3 separate regions of the Danio rerio genome follow, and all the other regions are linked to region 3. A link is a contact called in public Hi-C data. All regions are on one chromosome and are shown on one strand. The core of a region is the stretch at or near the end of the contact, and the rest is flanking DNA. Distances in the headings are between cores, read along the strand shown. Region 1 holds the start of rbfox3a (RNA binding fox-1 homolog 3a). Region 2 has its middle 37 kb from the start of c1qtnf1. Region 3 overlaps rbfox3a (RNA binding fox-1 homolog 3a).

Region 1 (3,683 bases), core at 855-3,354, 370 kb before region 3:
AATGGTGAGGAAATTATAATTTGTTTTGGGTGAACTATTATTTAATGTTAAACACTTGCTTACTGCTAAACAGATATTTATTATTTTTTTATTTTTTTATTTAGGTATAATCAGAAGTCACAAAGGATAAATGTGTGTGAAGTCTGTAAAGTGCTCTTGGGTTCTTGAAATGCAAATGATAACAAATCGTAAACTCCACATTTAGGACACATTTACCAGAGTGGTGCAAGATGTCTTACAATTGTAAGTAACAACTAAAATAGTTGACCTGAAGCTAGCCTATTATAGCACGATTAAGACTACATGCTCTCATAGGTGCTCACATTTTTGTTTCCGCAGGACAAAACTGTCTACAACTTGTTTTGGTCATTTTTCTAAAATGCTTCCATTTTTGACATAAGGATTTTAAGAAAAAGGTGTAAAGCATTCATTATATTATTAAAGACAAAATTTTTATTGTTTTAGTGAACTTGATACTAAAGTTTGGTAAAATAAAGGCCTAGTTCAAAAAATATACCAAACTATATTAGATTAAAGTTGCCATGGGTAATTTCATAATTTATTTCATAATATTTAGAAGTAAATAGCAATAAAACAAAAACATTTATATTTATAACACAGTGGAGTTCAATGCTGAGAACACTAGAGCAGAATCTGCCTTTGACTTGATTTTCTTACCAAAGTCTCTGCACTGTCGGGTGACAGTATGTATTTTTAAAAAAATCTGAATAACTTCCACAATTAAATTGAAATATTTTATTTTAGTTAGCTTTTAACAATAAAACAAAGGGTTACATTAAATTTAAATTGAAAATCTGGAAACATACCAATAGGGTACGACAAGGCTGTGTCAGCTCACATATTCTTTTTATAGCTTTTTACAAATGAATGTTCAAGTAAGCATTCACAGAATTTTATTTTAAATATACAGCCATACTGATTTATTTAGAGAATAATTATATAAGTGTTATCTACCAGTCAGAAATTAGCCAGTTTATCGATTGGTGTGATAAAAATAGGCTAAAAATAAATACTAAGAAAACAGAAGAGATGGTATTTGAACCAAAGCGTAGGCTATATTGTAGGTGACCATTGTCAAGTGGTTGTACACGACCATCCTATTACTCAGTCAGAGACCTATAAGTACTTGGGCATTTACAGTACATTGACAGTTATTTTAACATGGAAAACACATAGAGTGAGTTTGCTCTCGTTTACACCGGAGATTGTATTTTTTACGGAGGTCACGACTTTTTGGAGAAGAAGAAGCTTATGATGTTGTTTTATAAAGCTGTTCTTGAAAGCATGGTTAGATATGGTACAGTGTGATTTGGCAACCTATCTGTAAAAAGTGTAAATCTAAGTCTCTTAAAGACAGGATGGAAAATAGTTGGGCACGATGAATATTTTAATCCTCAAGATTTATATGAGAATTGTGTCCTCAATCAGGTGGAAAGGATTCTGAATGATCCCACTCATTTTTTGTTTCCACATTATGAATTGCTTTTCTCTGAGAGTCCCTAAGTGTAGGTTGAACCGATAAATAATCCTCTGTACCAGTTTCAGTGGGTTTACTTAACAAGAGCTTATCTTAATTAACATTGTAATTATTGTAACTATTGTATTGTGTATTGTTTTTTATTGTTTGTGTTTTTGGAATGTCTGCATCAATATGGTGATGTCCAATAAAATATTTTTGTCAAAGACAATAAAGTTTTACTACTACTTACTACTTCCTCTCTTCTCAGATGGGATATTGGGCTGAATCAAAGCTTTCCATGCACCAACTTCAGCCCCTCTAGCCCTAGTTTGGGCATCACTGTTCTAGATACACCAACTGTAATTTCATCCTTATCTTCTTTGCTTTTGTAGGCTTTAAAGAAATAAAACCAGAAAAAAAGATCTATTAAAACTTTAATGTATAAAAAACAGAAGACACAAAATTTAGTTGTATTAGGGTCCGTGTAGGTCCGGACCTATTAGCCCCACCCACAATGGTCTTCGAAATCCAATGTAGAGAATCCAGGAGCTGATTTTAGATTGTCATGTTTAATAACCAATCCGATTGCTTTTTGTAAATATGGGTGTGGCCTTTCATAGTTTCGCGGTACTGCTTCCGACAGGCCCTCCTGATTTGCACCTGCCGAGCTAGTGTTGTTCCCATTCTGACAAACTTCCGGTGACCTGTTATTGTAAGTTTTCTTCCATTTTACACGGTTCCATTTACAGCATCGATGTTGTAATGTCATTAAAATACAATTAGTTAAACAGACTTGGCATTTATTTAGTTGCTCAAGCGTAAAACGAGAAAAATAAGCCGTTTACTTGCACGCGCGTCAGAATCGGTAGGCTAGCGCAGAAGCTCAATTGAATATACTGGGGTAAATAAATGCTCATATTATGAAGACATAGCGGGCAAAATGTAATTTAATGCAGTGCTTCTTGTACATTCTGAGTGAAGATTGCTGATTTTCAAAGAAAACAGACCTTAAACGCGCCGATTTTACGATGGCATTTGGTTCACCGGAAGCGCTTAACCAGGTTACTGGCAAATTAAAAGTCTTATTACTATACTTCGGCATATACCCTATTGACGAATAAATGAGCTTAAGTCAAGGCTGTTTTTTTTCTCATATTATTTACAGTTTACAGTAAATATTTACTGATAGTAACAAATAGTAGGCCTAAGTATTTTCGGGAATTGTCTAATTTGTCTATCACTTACAATAATAAATTTGTCGAAGTATAAGGTAACCCGTGGTGTAAATTATATGGTTTGGTGGGTTGCGTAAGTTTTTTTTCAAACTGTCATAGTCACATTGAATTGAATATGGTTTAACCCACGTCGCTGGATTTTATGTATATAAAACGCCTTTTAGCAGGTTTTGACCTTTACTTAAGATGTGAAAATGTACTGCCTACCTCTGTCTAGAAATTCTAGACATAATAATAAATTCTTTTTTTTTATATAAATCAGCTGCTACTGTAATTAAAAACCTGTGTTTGCTCAACCTAAATCATAATTGTATTAGTGTAAGCGACAAGCTTGTAACGTTTAAAAGCCTTATGAAATCCCAAATGAGTATTATTTTATTTATTTGTACCTTGTTTTACCAAGAAGTATTTATTAAAAATCACTTTTGAATGAGATGAATTCAATAAACTTGCAGGTTTATTGTTAAAAAAGAGAGCAATAGATGCTGTAAATCTTACACAATGTTTTGAACATCATTGCATGGCATGCACAACCTCTTACTTTCTATGTGCTTGTGTTATTGGTAATTTCATGGTCTTGACCCAGGCTTTTAATAACTGAAACCCATGTGCTTGTTTTATATTACGACCTCCATGTGACATACGTTCATGACCCCAAAACTCATCTCATTTCATAATGCAGTTTATGATGCACTTTCCCAGCCCCCGCCTACCTGCTTGCTACATGTCAAATGTTAGCTGTTTGAGGGCATGGTAATGTATTATGATGACTATTGGAAACAACTGGTGGTAAATGGCAAGGACCATTTAGATCTATGCCAGTGATTACAACCTAACGTAAGCTTTCGAAAGTGATGCATGTGTTTCATAGCAGTTATGGGGGTGTTCAATCATGCCAGACATTCTCTACTGATCTCTTTGTGTTTCTGTTGGAGCTTTTGGTACGGTAACCACACATATTGATCTGT
Region 2 (3,386 bases), core at 133-2,632, 490 kb after region 3:
TCAGATATACCACATTCTCACCCTGTTATGTAGTTGTTTATTTTATTTTTTAGCTTCTGTTTTTGTCTTACCTGCTTTCTGCTTCACCGGACTCAAACCTCGATATCGTGGTCAACTCTGCGTCAAAAGTCCACTGGACAAACTCCTAACAGTGGAAAAGTCATACATACGGAGGTAAGCGGTCAGCTAGGAAAGAAACGCTGCCATACCGGCACATAGCGTTTGTTTTAAAGATGGAATGCAGCAGGATGAAATGCAATATTTTTAGAATGAGCCTATGTTGGGGAAACACCCATACTGTGCAATCTTGCATTCACACACACACACTCATACACGATGGCTCATTTTGGTTTACCAAATTCACCTATTTACCTTAATCTTCACGTTTGAGCGGGTGCAGCCATTTAAATGTTTTTGACTCGAGACTTCCGGTCTCATTAACTTTTATTCATTTTTAGAGTTAAAAACAGCTCGTTCTGCTGCTTGTTGTTGCAAACAAATTTTTTTTTATTTTATTATTCTACTTTTTATGTATAGTAATGAACACATTTGTTTGTAGACCGAGTAGTTTGAGTGTTTTCTGGCGTTTATTATTTCTAGTCATTTCTCCCGTAGGCAACAGAATCAGAAGTTCTAAAACAATCGCAAAAACGTGCAAACTTCCTTGTTGGAGAATAAGGTCAATAGTGCATGTCTTTGGTCTGAGGGGGAAACTGGAGCACCCAAAGGAAACCCACGCAAACATGGGGAGAGCATGCAAACTCCACACAGAAATGCCAACTGGTCCCGCGGCAGTTCTTGCTGTGATGTGACAGTGCTAACCACTGAGCCATCGTGCCGCTAGTTAGTAGTTTATTGCTAAAAGTCTTAGATAATGGTTTGCCAATAGCATGAATTGTACATTAAAATCAAGTGTGACTGAATTAATTTTTTTAAAAGTTACCAGTCAACTGTGAGCAGCACTGTTTTATCTACTTACCAGTGCTGCTTTTTATTCTCATTTGGCACTTGCTGGATGTTAATTTTAGCCCTTGCCTGGACATGTTCCTGACCATATGCAGTCCTTATTGTATAGTCCACAAACACAAACACTGATTATCCAACTCCTGAGCTGTTATATTTTGAGCTAGACTGAATGCAAAACAAATATTCATCAAGCGCCTTTTTCATGCCACACAAACAGCAGATATCAATACTGCACATCGGCCAAAAGTTTGAAAACCCAGCTGCCGTACGGTCTAAGAGAGCGCAGGCTTGAGTAATCCACTCAGCATGCTGACTCAGTTGCTCTCTTGTTAATTAATGAAATTGCTTGAACGGTTTCAGGTTGGTGACTCATTGGACTGGTACAGTCATTGATATCTTCCTGTAGAGCGTGGGCGTCAGGCAATGTGCAGAGCCATAGCACAGGATTGAGTGCTGAGCGCATGTGCTCGCATGGCGTGTTTATCCACTTCATTATTTAGTGTTAATTAAGTTGGAAGCCTTCACCAGTAAGGCAGAACAGTAGCATCTGCTGCGGGACAGAGAAAAAGAGGGGCGGACGAGCCTCCGAATTTGAGGCGAGGGGGCCTTTTTTCACAACCGAGAGGAACGGAAACGAGCGCCAACACGATAAGTCTTTAGTGGACCAATTAATGAACTATGTAAGGTGGGGAGGGGCCGGTGGGACAGGACAAAGCGCTGGCATCTGGGTGGGAAGCACATTACAAGAGCCTATTCTGCTGTTTGAACACCCATAAAAGGTGCATTAAAAAAAGGGAGGCCCTTTTTAACACTTCCCGGTTGTGTACTAGCCATCCCTCCGCACATGGGCATGACCATAGAGCAAAAAGCCTCCAATAAAGGTTTAATGGTCCTATAGTCACAGGACGGTCGCCTCGTGCTCCCCAAAGTCCCTGGACTCTAATCGCGCGCAATTAAAAGAGAATCGTGCGGGCAGGAAAACCGGCCAAATGCACCTTGGAGAGATCTTGTCAAGAGACAGAGGGGACCTCTAATGGCTTTTTAATGTAAATATTTGTTGACTTCAGCAACAGGCCTGTGGTATGTTAAAATCAGATTGAGGGAACCAGAGGAGTTCTTTCCTTTGCCAAATGTAATTATTTCCAGTGGCGAAAAAGTTTTCTCTCTGTAGAAGTGCCCTCAAAGGAGCAGCTGTTAACGTTTATTTGTGCTGAAAGGAGAGAGTGCATCTCTCCACTTTGAATCGGGGTGCAACCATAAGAAAGGTCAAGGGTCACTTTGGTCCGCAATCTTTCCTTATTTACTCTCTGTCTCTCTCTTGCCTACTTCTACCCTCCCTGTCCTGTCGGCAGAGATTGGCCGTGCATGAAGGTTCATCTGACAACTTCTGCGCAGGGAGGCCACGAGTAGCAACAATGCCGTCAGTTCCCACAAAACAAGCAAATTAGCATTACAAATCTGCCTGAATAACTGAAATGAAAATCAGTGGGAGAGTACATAAATAGCAGGTTACATCCTGACCACCTACGTAACCTGTGAAAGATTTCTGGACTTTAGCAAACAAATGGTCCAGCCCTCAGAATGCAAACATTTAGACTACGTCTTTGATAGTTCACATATTAAGACAGGGCCGGAGTGGGACTTCTTTTCAGCCCTGGAGTTTCAAGCCTCAGACTGGCCCACCTCAGATCACGACTGACTATATTAAAATAAGGTCATTTCCAATTCAGTTTCTAATTACACCATTAAGTCTTTTTTTGAGAAAACAGCTGCTTTAGAACTTCAAATGTTCAACAACCCAAACGGTATTATATGTCTCAACAATAAAAATGAAAATAATAACATACTCAGATGAGGATCAAACCCAGATCGGCGACGTTGTAATCTAACATGCTAACCACTGGACCGCAAAGGTTGTACAATGAAAGGTGACTTATATCATTATTAACCTGCAGACTGGTAATATATAAAAAGAGCAGAGCTGCGGTAAAATAATGAATAAGAAGACTGTGGTCAAGTAAATAAATTAATTCATTTAAAAAGTGTGACTGCTGAGAGCAACAGATTCTGGAGCTAGGGACACCGGCCCTCGCGGCCAAAAAACGGACCGGCCCACCGGGAATTCTCCCGATCCTCCCGATTAGCCAATCCGGGCCTGTATTAAGATGTTGACTGTTTTTATTAGCGTTCCTTATGCAATGTGGAGGAGAGATTTCCCTCATCCTATCCTGCTTTTAAAGTTCTGCTTTTAATGTCTAATAACCCAATGTAAAACTGAATCTCCTAAGAATTTGCAGCAGTACATTTAGGTACGTTCTCAATTAAAGATTCATGTTGCCAGCAGGCTCCAGAGGTGGATTATTTATTATATATTGGCATATGCTAATAAATATGCCTCAACATATTCAAAGCGTGCGTCA
Region 3 (3,826 bases), core at 293-2,792:
TATCATTAGTGTATATAACTACTATATGTGTTGTTATTTAATAATAATAATAACAGTAAACATGCATTGTTGATGTTGTTTCTGTTGTTAGTACTATTAATATTATTATTATTATCAAATAATTATATGTAAATAATTTATATAATATTATTTATATTATTAATAATTGTATATTTTAATATATTATTTAATAAGTAACTTAAAATATTATTTTGATATTTAGATCAATTTTTTTGTTGTTTGTTTGTTTGTTTGTTTCCTTTTGAATCTGCATTTATGTTTTTCATCATGTTTTTTTCTTTTTTTTTTTTTTTTACCCTGGCTTTGTTGTGTGTGTAATCAGCAGAAATTGATTCTGAGGTAAAGTTTCCTCTCCACCCTCAAGTACCAATAATAAAAGGAAAATGTTGCACCGCCGCGATGCCATTAGAATCTGTGTGTATGGATTACTTGATATTTGACTCTCTACCACGACAAGTCCCTTGGCACTTTTATCACAAATACCACAGCAACCACAGCAGCCACTTTTGATTGCACTAGTACACTGAGAATATCAATGTCGGAGCCAGAAAGGTCTAAGAACAAGAAATAATAATAAATCATTTTATCACAAGCAGTTTTGCTTGCAACTGCTTGCAGCATTCTCAACTTCTTCTTGTGTAACTTTAGTTCTTGATAATCCAACCTTCTTCTCCACTGAGACCCCAGAATGGCTTTTTAGCCCTTTTTTGTGCACGGCAGACTTTACTGGAAACATCATATAATGAAGAAACAAATGGAGTCTGACTGGGCATTAACACCAATAAGGATCAAGCAGCCTGCTATCGTGCTCTCCTTAAGACACTCTCAATTAAAGAGACTGAATATCAAAGGCCTTTGCAATCTATGCACAGAAGACTATGTAATTATCCTTTTGTGTTAATGATATTATCCTAATAAAGTCTTGATTAGGTTTGCCACATTACCTTTGTGGCACCGTCTTGATATGAAGGATTAAGGCGTTTGGGTTTGTGCGTAATCCGGCTGATAAGGAGAAACACGGAAGCTGTGACAGATAATCAAAGCACATTTGCTTCCCACAGGAGAGCAGATCTCTGACTAGGCTGTGAAAGCGATAGGGCCTGTCAGAGCTGACCACGATCGCTGTAACCAATGAGAAACACCCGTTCGCTGCTTTCAAATGCCTCTTTGTTGTCCTCTTTGAGCGCTAGTTCGAATTAGTGGGTAGATTTATGTGCAGTTTTGCCTACAGTGTGTGTTCATGCATTCTAATGCTAACACATTTGCACATCTACATACATTTGAATCGACATGTTTGTTTATATGTTAAAAAGGGGTTTTATGTTTTCTCTGTCAGCTCGGTGATTAGATTATGAAAGCAGTGAGGGGATAAAACGCATATTTATGGAAATAAGCAACAGAAAGCAGACTGCTGAGGAAGAAATCCAGAGTGTTCCAGGTCATCCGGCCCTTGGCAGGGGGTTTTGGTAGGAGCAGATGTAAGGAGACACTCACGCGCTAGCGGACATATGGCCCTGTACCACAGCCCATGCCAGCACAAGGAGGCTGGTTTACAAAGCTGATGCGAGAAGGGCGGCCTGGTCAGACTTCCTTTCCATGGGCCGGGCAGGCAGCCAATGGACTTGGAGCCGGAAGAGCTTAAAGCTTGGTCTGCGCCAGCGGATATGGCCGGGCCACAGCTTTACCTCAGCCCTGGTTATAGTTTCCATCTCAGTGGTCTAGGAATGTCCTCCTCGTGCCCAGCAGGGCACAGTCAACCCGGGCAGGGTTCATGACACAAGAATAGAATTTTTAGCAGGGTCACTTCAGGAAACAAACCCGTGGCTTCGTTTGTCGCTGTGAGTGTTGCCATTTAAAGAGCCTGTTTGGACTGAACCATCTGTGACGGAAAATTCAGCTAAATTCTGATTTGCTTTATAATTCTGACCGCATTTATAATTCATGAATTTGATTTAGAATTTAGCACAATTCAGGCTCACTTTCAATTCATGCTATTTGCATGTATTCATTAAGCAGATACTTTTATCTAAAGCGATTTACAAGTGAGGATAAAAGAAGCACTTTAAGTCATCTGAGAGCAGCAGCATGTAAATTATAGTACAAGTCTAAGTTAGTATAGTTTTTTTCAATCAGAGAGGAGAGAGTGTGTCCTACAGGTGGTTTGTCAAATCCACTTACCTGTGTGGAGCACACTCAGAATTGCACAATTTTTTTCAAGAAACTTGGGGCTCTAATACAAGGCTGTCTGGTGCGTATGGAAAGGAAAAGAGTGTCACCTACAGAGGTGGGTAGAGTATCCAAAATCTATATTTAAGTACTTGCAAAAATTTTTACTCAAGTAAAAGTACAAGTAAAAGTCTTAAAAGTTACTTTAAAAGTAAGAGTAAAAAAAAGTATCTGATGAAAAAAAAAATCTCTAGTAAATAATTACTAGTACTATTTACAGTTGAAGTAATTATTAGCCCCCCTGAATTATTACACTCCCTGTTTATTTCCAATTTCTGTTTAACGGAGTGATTTTTTGCAACACATATCTAAACTTTTTAGTTTTAATAACTCATTTCTAATAACTTTTTATCTTTTGATTTTTTTATTTATTTTTCCTAGCCATGATGACAGTTCATAGTATTTGACTAGATATTTTTCAAAACACTTCTATACAGCTTAAAGTGACATTTAACTTAACTAGGTTAATTAGGTTAACTAGGCAGATTAGGATAATTAGGCAAGTTACTGTGAAAATTTCTTTGCCCTGTTACACATCATTTGGGAAATATTTAAAAAGAAAAAAAATTATAATAAATAAATAAATAAATAAATTATATATATATATATATATATATATATATATATATATATATATATATATATATATATATATATATATATATATATATATATAAACCCCATTTTATGTTAAAAAATAATGTTTAAATGTTTTTTTTTTATACTTAACAGTGTGAATTGGTTATATGTGTAGGGCTAATCAGTTATTCCAATAAACATCAGTTACTTTAGTTATCCCATAGTTACCATTGAAAAGGTATAAATTGGAATAATTTTGACACTTACCAATACGTGTTTTTTTTTAGTTTTTTTTTTTTTAGGTTGAAGCTGTAATTTATGTGTATGTTGCAATGTCTGTTCGATATACTTAGTGCATTGCATTATTTAACTATTGTTGTTGACATCTTAGAGTGAAAACATACACTGAATTTGAGGCTGCAGGTGACCTGGCCCCATAAACTCACTACACAGACTGCATGACCGTCCTTCTAGGAACCATGGCATGACTGCAGTATAAACTTGCACGTCTTCAGCCATCATTCCAACATTGGTTTTCGAAACACAACCTCTCCAATGCGGCGCCATAACCATGGAGTGTTGATAAGAAAGTGTCTGGTGCATATGGAGAGGAGAGAATCCTAAAATTACCTATTACAATGACAGTCAAATAAGTGTATTATACTGCAATATTAACATCCATCCATTCACATTTGAATCTGAATGTACTTCCTGGCCATTATAGTGAGTTCTACTATGAATGTCGGTACTATTAACGGAAAGTGGGTGTACTATATCAATCTTGAATGTCATTATCAATTGTGTTGCTTTACTTCCATTCATAAATTTCCTCGTATAGCCTCATTGGATAGTAAAATGTCTATTGGATGTGCACTTTAGAGTCTCGAAAAAAGTAGTAAGTGTTTCTCGCTTACTGTCAAACACTAAGAAATTGGACACACAACTCAGCCCACATACTGTCTTTTTACATACTATTTAGTAGGGAAGTACAGTCTGAGAT

What was found. A called contact is a pair of places that touch in the nucleus more often than the background predicts.
Region 1: a Hi-C map of embryo shows a contact between it and region 3, with 2.4 times the contacts expected there. The contact joins the promoter of rbfox3a here to the enhancer-like site in region 3. A contact is called at or near these places in 3 of 18 Hi-C or Micro-C datasets (caudal fin, embryo and skeletal muscle) and 1 of 4 datasets of contacts at active chromatin or transcription factors (caudal fin).
Region 2: a Hi-C map of embryo shows a contact between it and region 3, with 3 times the contacts expected there. The contact joins two enhancer-like sites. A contact is called at or near these places in 6 of 18 Hi-C or Micro-C datasets (caudal fin, embryo, hematopoietic stem cells and 1 more) and 1 of 4 datasets of contacts at active chromatin or transcription factors (caudal fin).

The regions. Positions count from the first base shown.
Region 1 is chr12:34,325,990-34,329,672 of GRCz12tu, forward strand. It overlaps rbfox3a (RNA binding fox-1 homolog 3a), which reads left to right and starts at 2,105. Exons shown (of 19, transcript XM_073918641.1): 1 at 2,105-2,192. It also overlaps a transcript of enpp7.2 not described here.
Region 2 is chr12:35,185,604-35,188,989 of GRCz12tu, forward strand. No RefSeq gene overlaps it. Among named protein-coding and RNA genes, the nearest start is that of c1qtnf1, 37 kb to the right of the region's middle. Within about 2 kb of position 1,383, at least 4 of the 62 cell types and tissues checked have an H3K27ac peak or open chromatin away from gene starts, as enhancers often do.
Region 3 is chr12:34,692,054-34,695,879 of GRCz12tu, forward strand. The region is part of intron 7 of rbfox3a (RNA binding fox-1 homolog 3a); the gene reads left to right. Among named protein-coding and RNA genes, the nearest start is that of rbfox3a, 370 kb to the left of the region's middle. Within about 2 kb of position 1,543, at least 5 of the 62 cell types and tissues checked have an H3K27ac peak or open chromatin away from gene starts, as enhancers often do.